3 separate regions of the Mus musculus genome follow, and regions 2 and 3 are each linked to region 1. A link is a contact called in public promoter capture Hi-C data. All regions are on one chromosome and are shown on one strand. The core of a region is the stretch at or near the end of the contact, and the rest is flanking DNA. Distances in the headings are between cores, read along the strand shown.

Region 1 (3,761 bases), core at 622-3,121:
CCAGAAGCTAGCATGTGTTGTTTGGGATCTCTTGGCCAGGATTGGAGGTTAATGACCTGGTATCTACCTTTCTGTGCTCTGCTATAGCATAAGGACTAGGTGAGTCTGAAGACGAAAGGGGTAACCAGAGAGGGCCCTAAGACACAAGGACAAAGACCTCGCCAAGTTGAAAAATGCCCCAATAAATGTGGGCCTAAGATGCCCTGGCTAGCCTTAAGCTCTGTAAGCCAGGCTAACCTAGCACTCACTGTCTTCCTGCCTCAGCCTTTGGAGTGCTGGGATTTCAGGCTTATGTCTCCACACCCTGTCCTGCAGATTTGTCTCATTCTCCCTCTTTTTAAAGGATTTATTTTATATGTATGAGTGTATACATTTATATATGGCCATGTGTGTGGTTACCTGGTACCAAGAGAAGGGCACAGGATCTCCAGACAGGTCAAGTTACAGTCCATTTGAGTAGTTGTGTGGGTGCTGGGAACAGAATGATGGTCTTCTGCAAGAGTAGCAGGTGCTCTTAGCCATCAAGCTATCTCTCCAGCCCTAAGTCTCTATTTAAACCCTAACACCCCCTGTCTGTGTATGAGTTCACACACATGTGAGTTCATACACAGGTGCCACAGAGCACATGTGGAAGTTGGAGGAAGCCAGTCTCTTTTTCCATGTGAGTTCTGGGGACTGAACTGAGGTCTACAGACTTGCATGGAAAGCACTTGTGACTCCCAGGCCATCTCTCTGACCCACATTATTTTTTTTAATTGCTAGAACTCTGGAGTCCTTTTTTCCTTTTCTTTCTTTCTTTCTTTTTTTTTTTTTTTTTTAGGCATTTTTATTAGATATTTTCTTCATTTACATTTCAAATGCTATCCCCCAAAGTCCCCTATACCCTCCTCCCTCCCCCCTCCCCAACCCACCCACTCCCACTTCCTGGCCCTGGCATTGCCCTGAACTAGGGCATATAATCCCCAAAGAAAGACCAAGGGCCTCTCCTCCCATTGATGGCCGACTAGGTCATCCTCTGCTACATATGCAACCAGAGACACAGCTGGGGGGGGGGGGCGGTGTTTACTGGTTAGTTCATATTGTTGTTCCTCCTATAGGGTTGTCAACCCCTTTAGCTCCTTGGGTACTTTCTCTAGCTCCTTCATTAGGGGCCCTGTGTTCTGGCAAATACAGAAGTGAATGCTCACAGTCATCTATTGGCTGGAACTCAAGGTATTCCTATGGGTGCTTAGTGTGAAGGGTGAGACTGGGAGTTAGAGAGAACTACATTAGCCTTAATGACAACCTACTTTGCTATACATAAAAATAAGATGGGTAGATTTACGAACCACCTGAAATCCAATGTATATGAATTAACTGTAGAAGCCCTATATATAGGAATTACCTGTACGCACACATATATACATATATACATGTATATATATGGAAATTAACTGTAGAAATCAGTAATGGTGTATGTTGGTCTTTCCACGTTCCTTGTTGCTTTTCCTAGTTCGCGGGTAGGGACTTAACTAGAGCAGTGTCTGCACTTGCTCCTCTGGCCTTTCCCATGTCTGCCAGAACGTCTCTTAATGTAAACATATGACCTGTACATTTTGTCTGAATGTTGGGTTTTGTTTTGTTTCCAATATATTCACTGTTTGCAGTTTCTTTTACAGTCAAAGCCTGCTTTTTCTGTCTTTTTTTTTTTTCTTCTCCCATGGGCACCGGTCTTGGTCCCAGCATCTGCAGAGGCAGAGCTTAGAGTGCAGGATTCTGGATAAAGAATACTGAGACAAGGAAGGCTTTATCTGCTCCTTAGTCGTCCTCTGCACAGCACACGTCATCCCACGTGACCTTACGCCATCTTTCTTCCTGGCGGTGGCGTCCCACTCCACTGCGCAGACGCGGAAGCTTCGCTAACCGGCGCCCGAAGTTGATTAAGGACTTCTCCGCCGGTGGCACCCCTTCCCAGGTGTGGGTCCCAGGTTTCATGGGGGCAGGCAGAGGTGGTGCCAGAGCTGCTGGCCGGGAGTGCGGGCGGGGTCCCTGGCCGGCGTGAGTGAGCCTCCGGAATCTGCGGCTTCTCCGGAGTGCGCAGGCCTGGGCACATGGAGACGCGGAGCCCAGAGTGCAACCCTGGCATGTGTGCTCTGACCTCTGATGCCAAGTAACCTTGATAGGGGAGGGCCTAGGGACTGGCAGACGTGCAGCACAGGATGACCACGCTTCTCTTCCCCCAGGTCTGGGCTCGGCATGGCCGCACTGCTTGTACGGAGCGTGGTGGCTTCGGTGGTGGACCCGTTCCTGCACCTGAGTCGCCTCGCGGTGAAGCCCCGAGTCTTCTCCTCGTTCCTGCTGGGGACATTGCCACGCGCCAAACCCTGCGCAGAGGTGCGCTCAGTTCTCTGTGGCCGTCCCTTGCCGACCCTGCTGCCCTCGCTGGGCTTCAAAACCAAAGGTGTCATCAAGAAGCGCTGTAAAGACTGCTACAAGGTGAAGAGGCGTGGGCGCTGGTTTATCCTCTGTAAGACCAACCCCAAGCATAAACAGCGACAAATGTAGCCCTTGTCTTCAAGCAGTGTCCATGGAAAATTCATTTCACCTTATCAGAGAAAAATAAACATTAAGCATTCTGTAAGATCCATGGGCCTTAGGGCTTTGTTGAACCCCCCTTTCCCCACATCATAGCCCAATTCCTTCACATCTAATCAGACCAGAGCTGCCGATGGAGAAGGATTGTTACAGTAGCTGTGTATGAAGCAGGAATACAGAGCCAGCTTTATCTCTTGAGACAAAGTCTGGCTCGGTAACCCTGGTTGACCTGAAACTTGGAGAGAAACTCCTGCCTCTGCCATTTGTTACCATATGCAGCAGATTGTAAGTGCTTTAAGAGGCTGCCTGAGCCAAAAAGCTCTTGTGGGGTGTGCAACAATCCCAATTTAAGAACAAACGATGTTCTTGTGTAGCAACTATCCCAGTCTTTACTCAAGGAAAACCTTGTTTACATAGAAATGTCTTTTGGATACCAATTAAAAATATTTGTCATGACTGTTCTTACACTCTGGAGTAGTAGTGTTCTTTATTACCACCAAACTAATGCTTTCAGAAGGAGGTTAGTACATTTTCAGTTCAAAGAAGGTAACAGAGCATGCTGGCTTCTGCAGGGAGTGCTAGGACACCAGCAATTTTTCAAATCTTGCGGTTGTCACTATTAAAAATCGGGCCTGAGGGCTGGAGAGATGGCTTAGCAGTTAAGAGCACACTGACTGCTCTTCTAAAGGCCCTGAGTTCAAATCCCAGCAAACACGTGATGGCTCACAACCCTCCGTAATGAGATCTGATGCCCTCTTCTGGGGTTTCTGAAGACAGCTACAGTGAACTTACATATAATAAATCTTTAAAAAAGCGGGCCTGGGGTTCATGTTTCTCCTGGTCTTTGACACTATGCCTTTTTGTGGTTCTAAGTCCCATTAATCTGTTGAACTTCAGGTTCACCTGGTGTAGTCTACCAACTGATTCCAGACTAGCGTGTTTTGTGGCCCTGTGATTGATGTCGAGTGCTGTGAACCTGCTGTCCTCTGTAAGGAATTATACCTGGTAGCTGCTGGTACCCTCTATCATTTTCTTGGAGTACTGTGAATTCAGAGATAGTTTCAATAGGTAGCTACAGGAGATAACCATTGCCTTTTCCTGGGATCTTAAAATAGCCGTTAAGAAGTGCTCACAGCACTAGGTCTGATAGTTGCTAAGCAAGAAAGTTTAAGCAGAGATCCTCCAGA
Region 2 (3,761 bases), core at 598-3,097, 2.5 Mb before region 1:
CTATAATGTTATCATCTTGGATAACACTTCGTTAGTGCAATAAACGTGTCCCGAGTGGCAAGGCTCGATTGCTCAGCCTGCTCCATGCTAAGCAAGACAGTCAGAATTTGATCCTTGAACTCCCACAAGTTGTCCTCCGACCTCCACAGTGCCATGCACCCTACACACATAATAAATAAATGTCTGAAATGCCTCGAGTCCCTATGGATTTTTTTTTTTTAAGTTTTATTCTGAAAGTAGTGCAAAGTCCAAAGTTAGAGCATGAACATTCCTTGTAAGGTCATGATGTGTCAGAATTCGAAGTAAGAGGATCAGAAGAGGGTTGGAGATGCAGGTGACAGAGGGTGGGTTTCAAACACAATAGGCTTTCCCTTGCCTTCTAAACCACTGTACTGTTTGGGTCTGGCGCCCTCCAGTGGCACTCAGAGTCCTAGAGCCGAGACTCATATATCCCTTCTTAAACCCTGTTTTCAGTAGGAGGAATTCAGTTCTTGTAAGTTTATCCTGATGAAGGAAGCGATAATGAGGGTTTCCGAAGTGTCAATTGTTTAATCCTGTACATATTCTAAAAATCTGCCGAAAAGATTAAACCTGGCTCGCCTCTGGTCGCCATTTCTGCTAACAATCTCAAGCTAATTCATCCCAGGAAAGGACAGGGTGAGTAAAATCCTGCATTTGCTGTGGACCCAGCACAAACCTCCTAGCAAGTGCAATGGCCTGCTTTCTCAGTCACCAGGTGTCATTGCTAGGACACCTCACAGGGGAAACCCACTTGTGAATCACTGAGGTGGCTGAACCTTGCAGAAGACTTGAATTCGAGTTCATGTTCAAGGAGGTCCAGGACACATCCTTTGGATGTCCCCTGTGCTATTAATTAACATTAAAGCGATATTAATGAGGTTGCCTTCTGTCTCCTCCTGTGACAGTCAAAGTGGAGAAAGCTTCAATGTGAAAGAAAGGAGAGGGGGGAAGATGCTGGAGTGGGGACTACGTTGCTTATAATAGATTTGGTGTATACATTAATGATGTCAATATATAGAGTGATCTGGAGTCTTCCTACACCCAGATATCTCACTCCCCCAATGTAACTCTGGCTAGCCATTATCATTTTACTAGGAAATAGGATACAGACGTTGGTCGGAAGTCATTCTTGAGCATGATCTTGTGCTCGAAATGAATAGAAAGAGCAAGATAGCATCTTCAAAGCTTTTGGCGTCCTGAGTCCCAGGAGACTTGCAGACCAGCATAGGGGGTTGCTGGCTGCTTACCTGTGAGGAACCGAGAGCCCCCACCGCGCGAACTTACCACCGGTTTCCAGCCAGCTGGACCCAGAGAATGGGGGAGGCTGCGGGTCTTCCGGGCTCCCAGACGCTGCAGCTGCGAGTCCCAGGGCGCACGCAGGTGTCTGCTAGGGGGAAAAAAAAAACGAGGACACCTCAGTGAAAATGCGGGCACTGCAGAGCTCAGCCAAGGGCGGAATGCACTTGCAGCCATCAGACTCTGCTGGTCCTAGCGCCAGGACTCACCTGCTCACTGACCTGCGCCAGCAGCAGCACCCAGAGCGCAGCACAACCTCGGGACTCCATGGCCCCGGTGCCCGAGGGCTCACAGGACTCAGCTCAGCAGTCTAGACTGGGTCACTGGATAGTCCCGGTGTTAGCAGTATGCTAGGGTGCAAAGGACCGACCCGGCAAAATCGCAGGGTTTCCAGGCAGCGATTCCACCATGCACATCAGAGTTATCACTGCAGCTTCGTTCGGCACCGGGAGGTGGAGTGGCAGTGGTGGCGGGGGGCGGCAAAGCACCCGCAGCAACCAAGGGACAGCAGGGAGGAGGGTAGAGAAGGAGAGGGCAGGACTAGGGAGGGCAAAGGAGAGGAGAGGGGAGGGGATAGAGGAGGGAGTAAAGCAGGGAGGAGGGGTACCAGGAGGAGGAGGAGGATAAGGGAGGAGTGGCAGGGAGAGGAGATGAAGCAGACTCATGGTAAGTACTGGGCATCCTTCACGCCTATGACCCAGCAGGAAGGTGTTTTGTCCACCTACATGAGAACTTGGGGTAGAGACAAGGCCAGGACACAGTCATATCTAGCTGTTCACCCCTGTGCTTTTGTGGAAAACTGTCTTGGTGTGTTACTCCAAAGTCCTCTGCCACCTGCCACCGCTGCAGCTCTGTGGGACTTCTCACTTAAGGGCAAGATTGAGCTGCATAGAGACAGGCATCCAGCATTCATTGTTCTCTAGTCCATCCCCTGGTTACAGACCCTCTGGCCTTCCCTTCTAGTGGGAGATGTATAGGGAGGAATGTATCTGCTTATGAATGAATGTGAGTCCTTAGTTGCCTGGGGCACGTGAAGAAAAGGGGTGAATGGAGGCGGGGCGGGGCAGGGCAGGGCAGGGTAGGGCAGGCTATGAGGAAGCTGGGTTTCTTTCTCACGCCTCTAATTTTTCATTGGACAGCAGTGGCCAATTTCAGATTCACTTTAGACTCTGGCTGACCTGCTGGGAGAGCAGGTGTGAGGCCACTGGGTTCCCAGAGCATCCTAGTAGGAAGTCTAGGAGCCCCAGCCTAGACCAGACCAGGTCTATCCAAGACAACCAGCGAATGCCCTCTCTCCAGCCCTGCGTCCTGGTCCATCATGACCTGAGTATGTGTTTGAGTATGAGCGTCTTTTGTGACCATCAGTGACTGAGAGTGTCTGCTGCAGGGTGGGTACAGATACAGACAGCACTGAGCGCACGGGTAGATGTTTCTACACGCGGGACTGCCAATGACTGTCCATCCCAGCAGCTGCACTCCACTTCCTTCTGCCGGTTGGTCTCACATCTCAGGCTCCCTCCAGCTGCCATTCTAGGGTCCCTCATTTGCAGTCACACTGACCTTGCCTGGTTTGCAAGGCTGAGAAGGGGGATGGCATGTGGAGCAGTGGCTGCAGTTTTCAGGGTGCTCACTCCAGCCTACACTGAGCTGAGATGCCCCAGAGTGGCTCTTTATAAGCCTGAATGAAGTGTCATACATCTCAGAAAGGACAGGGCGGAATCAAGATGAACTGATCTGTGTATGCATATCCCTCTCTCTCTCTCTCTGCTCCCTCCCTTTCTCTCTCAGTCGTTCATATGAAAAATATTGTCAAAGAGTACAGTTTTGTTGACTTACTGTTTCATTCTTTTATAATTCCACGCACCTACACTATGTTCTTTTATTAAAGCCTCCCATTATCTCCTGTTAAGTCCCCTCTATTCCACCTGGTCTCTCTTGTTCTATTGTTCCCAAGTGTGTCTGTCTGTCTGTCTGTCTGTCTGTCTGTCTCTCTCTGTGTGTATGTGTCTGTGTATGCACACATGAGAGAGGTGGGAGGAGAGCAGAGAGAAAGAGAGTGTGTGTGTGTGCATGTCTTAGTTAGGGTTTTACTGCTGTGAACAGACACCATGCATGACCAAGGCAACTCTTATAAGGACAACATTTAATTGAGGCTGGCTTACAGGTTCAGAGGTTCAGTCCATTATCCTCAAGGTGGAAGCATGGCAACATCCAGGCAGGCATAGTGCAGGAGGAGCTGAGGAGTCTTCATCTGAAGGCTGCTAGGATAATACTGGCTTCCAGACAGCTAGAATGAGGGTCTTAAAGCCCACACCCACAGTGACACACCTACTCCAAGAAGGCCACATCTTCTAATAGTGCCACTCCTTGGGCCTATAATATCCAACCATCAGAGAGGGGAGAGGGAGAGGGAAAGGGAGAGGGAGAGGGAGAGGGAGAGGGAG
Region 3 (3,761 bases), core at 474-2,973, 2.3 Mb before region 1:
AGTGGTTCTGAGGAAACCCTGAAAGACTTTCGTACTCCAAGCTGAAGCTCACAGCTTGACCCTGAGATTTTGCTCAGCAAGTCCAGAGGGATCGAATTCCTGATCTTGGGTCTCCTCTGGTTTGGAAGTATTGGCCATCACCAAGTCACCTCTGCATCAAAGTCAGGGTCATGTAGTATCCAGGTTTCTTGATAGATAGTGACCAAGCATTGAGAATCCTAGACCAAAGATGAGTGGAACAAGACTCTGAGGTATAGCAGGACTATCTCGCCCACCAGAGATATAAATAATAGCACGGAGGCTTGCTAAGCTTTTAAAGGTTAGGCCTATTGTTGGGCAGACTCCCGACTACTCTAAACCCAACTAATCCTCACATTATATCCAGCCACGTGACCAAATCTATCTTTCTCCTGTCCGTCCATTCACCTCTGCGTCTGCCAGCTCTGATTCTTCTCCCAGCCTTCTTCTCATCTCTGAATCATCTCCCAGTCTTCCTCTCTCTGCCTGGAATTTCTGCCTTCCATTTCCTGCCCAGCTTTTGGCCATCAGCTCTTGATTGCAGCCAAGCAGATACAATTCTAGATTGCCTTAGGCAGGTGAGGAAGGATAATTATTTACAAATTATGAGACCCATGATGGGGCCACAGAAATAACAATACCAAGTTGCTGCCAGCGTTTAGCTCTCTGCCAGGAGAGAATTACAATTGAATATACAGAGACAAACCTTCACACAATGTACCCCAATACTGAGTGGTCTCCGTTGTGTTGACAAACCCACCACACAGAGGCCATGGGTTTCTGACTTTGGAGCTTGCAGGCATGGATCTTCAGGCCTTGTTTAGTCAGTGCTGTGGAAGGATCTCAGGAGGGGGCCTTGTTCCTCAGCATTTGCTCCAGAGAACAGCCAATGGGTTGGCTGTTGTATGGTCAACATAGAAAAGGAGACCAGGAAATCTCACTGACAAGACCTGATTCTGGTCTTGTGGTGGGCAGGGCCAATGATGGCCTAGTCACATGTAGGCAATTTACCTGCAGAGCACTGGGCCCACATAATCCTTGTTGTGGGTGTTGGGCTTCAATTCCCATCTGTACCTGATACCCAGATTGGACCTGTGTCCTCCATAACTGTTCCTGTAAGTTCAGAAGGGCTCTTCAATCGTCAGTGAGCACGCTTAGTCTATCATCACAAAATGCTGCTATTACAAGAAGGGGGAAAAAAAGCAAACAGATGTCTTTTTAAAATCTTTATGATCAAAAAGTTTATTTAATGATAAAGTAAAATATGAGACAAAACTACTTTCGTAACAGTTTTAATTCTTTTGGTCAGCACACATGGTACCTCCATGATCATGTATCTCTCTTAAAAAATACTGACTTCCCTCTGGAGTCATCTGGGAGAGCTGATGGACAGACAACACCGTGCAGCTAAGTTTCAGGAGAGGCAAGCCTGGCACTACTCAGGGAGAAATGAGAGTCAGAGGGAAAGGAATTCCAAGGGATACCATCCCTCTGCTTTGGAATGGCTGACCATAGCAATTCCATTCCTCACCAAGTGACCGAGGCTGATGTGGGCACCTGGGAGGAAATTACATGAATGCTTCCCGATCAAGCTCTGTGCCTTTATGAGACAGCATGGGGAAAGCCCCCAGCAAGGGAAGGCAGGGCTAGCTGGGTTTCTTTACTCTCTGCAAGGTACAGGGCCCAGAGCCAACAGCTAAGTCAGCTACTGGTTCTGACCTCTCCATAGAGCCCAGAAAGCTCTTTAGCCAAGAATTCTTTACCCGATGCTGTAACAACCCACAAAAGGTTCCCTGGGCAGAGTAATGGCATCAGTAATTACACCAGGCAGCTTGGGAGAGAGGGTTCTGTCTATTCTTTTCAAGTGAATGGACATTTTCAAAGCTTCTTTTCCAAATAGAAACTTTTTTTTCTTTAGTTGAGAACATGAAAAGCAAAACCCAAGCAAATATTTACAAATCTGAAGTCAAAGATCGATAAGAAAATTTACCGGTCCTGACCGTGAATTGTTGGGTCACGGCAATGGGCAGTTGCCAAGGAGACTGGACCCAAGCATCAGAAGCTAGCTTTCAGCAGCAGCAGACATCACTCTTTATTCTGCAACTTATACCTCCAAAACACAAGGCAGGAAAGAGAGCAAACGACTGAGTTAGTTAAACAAACACTGATAAACGCCAGCTCTGAAATTTTTTTTTGCTAAACTCCCAGGAACCTGCCATTTCAAAGCCCTCTGTCTAATTGTCTAATTCCTAGACAAAAGTACCGAAGTCGTTATCGAGGCAAGAGAAGCAATTTCTCCAAAGCACAATCTATAGCAGTCTCACACACAGTCTGCGGTTATGCGTGCACAGGCTAACACAGAGACCTCGGTACTACTGAGGGTGTTATATACTTGGAAGACAACATCAGCTGGGATATCTGCTGGCCTGGCAGGCCACTGAAAGGGACTTTCACTTCTCACTGGCCAAGTTCTTGAAGCTTGAAGCCTTTGGGTACACATTTGCACTGACTCCCATGTCCTGTTAGGTTTCTTAAACATTGCAAGGGTTAAGTTAGTGGAAGTCTCAGTGTGGGGATGGTGAACCGGCAGGGTGAGCTCTCCTGACTGTGAGAACCCTTGCCTGTGAGCACTGAGTGAGCCTGGTTGGCCTGTGGGGAGCTCCACAGTCCTCATAACCCGTGACTCTTACGATGCTCCTGCTGAGTAGGAGTTACTGGTAGAGCTGGGTTTGCGTCCCAGAAGATACTACTATTAACTCCTGCTCCGGAGGAGCTGAAATGCTGACTTGCTGCCATTAACTACATCATCTGTGTGGTAAGTGCACACTCTGAACTATCCCTAATTCATGATGGCTGAAGACCTCCTCCATAGGTCCAGGATGTTCTGCTAAAGATGAGTATGCGATTTCTGGGCCTTGGCCCCTCATCTAAAGCCACTCAGCTCAGTAGCATCAAAGCAGCGGCCAGTCTTTGTTGTTGACAGTGTGATAATAGTCTAGGATTCAGACAACTGTGTTAACTTTCTCAGGATCATATCCCCAACTTTGGGGAAGAGGATAGACTATTTTATGCATAGCAGCACACCAGGCTTGACCTCTGAGAATTCTCTACACTCCCACGTTGCTGTTCATCACCAAAGGAAGTCAGGACTTGAAACTCACACAGGGCAGGAACTTGGAGGCAGGAGCAGATGCATTGGCCATCGATGGGTGCTGTTGCTGCTTTCTGGCTTGCTTCCCCTGGCTTGCTCAGCTTGGCTTTCTTATAGAACCCAGGACTACCAGCCCAGGGATGGCACCACCCACAATGGGCCCTCCCATCCTTGATTACTAATTAAGAAAATGCCTTACAGTTGGATCTCATGGAGGTATTTCCTCAAGGGAATCTTCTTTCTCCATGATAACTCCAGCTTGTGTCAAGTGGACACACAAAATCAGCCAGTACAACCTGAGAGGGCACAAAGCACATTCTAAATACAATTCTTGTTCTCTAGGAGTTTTCCAACAAGTTTTCTCAGAATCCTCTCACCTCTTCATTCTTGGGCCATCTTTGGACAGGAAAACAATTCTAACGAAGATGTAAACCCCATTGCTGGGGAGAAGGAGGCACGGAAGGATGCTCGTTCTTATCAGTTCTGCTCTCTTCTTGATTATCAGCATAGATGGTGAGCTCTGACCCCAGAGTCCCCTACATCCTGTCAGTATAGATGGGGACCTTTAAGCCCAGACTCCCCAATATCCTGA

What was found. Promoter capture Hi-C pulls out the DNA fragments that hold promoters and counts their contacts.
Region 2: a contact with region 1 is called in a promoter capture Hi-C map of hippocampal neurons, with 4 times the contacts expected there. The contact joins the promoter of Adamts16 here to the promoter of Mrpl36 in region 1. A contact is called at or near these places in 3 of 39 promoter capture datasets (the 3T3-L1 cell line, cranial neural crest and hippocampal neurons) and 1 of 115 datasets of contacts at active chromatin or transcription factors (astrocytes).
Region 3: a promoter capture Hi-C map of liver shows a contact between it and region 1, with 4 times the contacts expected there. The contact joins the enhancer-like site here to the promoter of Mrpl36 in region 1. A contact is called at or near these places in 7 of 39 promoter capture datasets (the 3T3-L1 cell line, cranial neural crest, hippocampal neurons and 2 more) and 2 of 115 datasets of contacts at active chromatin or transcription factors (astrocytes and embryonic limb bud).

What each region holds. Positions count from the first base shown.
Region 1 is chr13:73,329,138-73,332,898 of GRCm38.p6, forward strand. Mrpl36 (mitochondrial ribosomal protein L36) reads left to right here and starts at 1,872. Exons shown (of 2, transcript NM_053163.1): 1 at 1,872-1,954; 2 at 2,223-3,041. The coding sequence starts at 2,236. The coding sequence ends at 2,544.
Region 2 is chr13:70,839,964-70,843,724 of GRCm38.p6, forward strand. Adamts16 (a disintegrin-like and metallopeptidase (reprolysin type) with thrombospondin type 1 motif, 16) reads right to left here and starts at 1,848. Exons shown (of 23, transcript NM_172053.3): 1 at 1,527-1,848; 2 at 1,306-1,408. The coding sequence starts at 1,586. It overlaps Gm36529 (predicted gene, 36529), which reads left to right and starts at 487. Exons shown (of 4, transcript NR_167928.1): 1 at 487-657.
Region 3 is chr13:71,001,993-71,005,753 of GRCm38.p6, forward strand. No RefSeq gene overlaps it. Among named protein-coding and RNA genes, the nearest start is that of Gm36734, 17 kb to the right of the region's middle. Within about 2 kb of position 1,724, at least 8 of the 459 cell types and tissues checked have an H3K27ac peak or open chromatin away from gene starts, as enhancers often do. A contact at or near this core is called in liver, where this site is marked.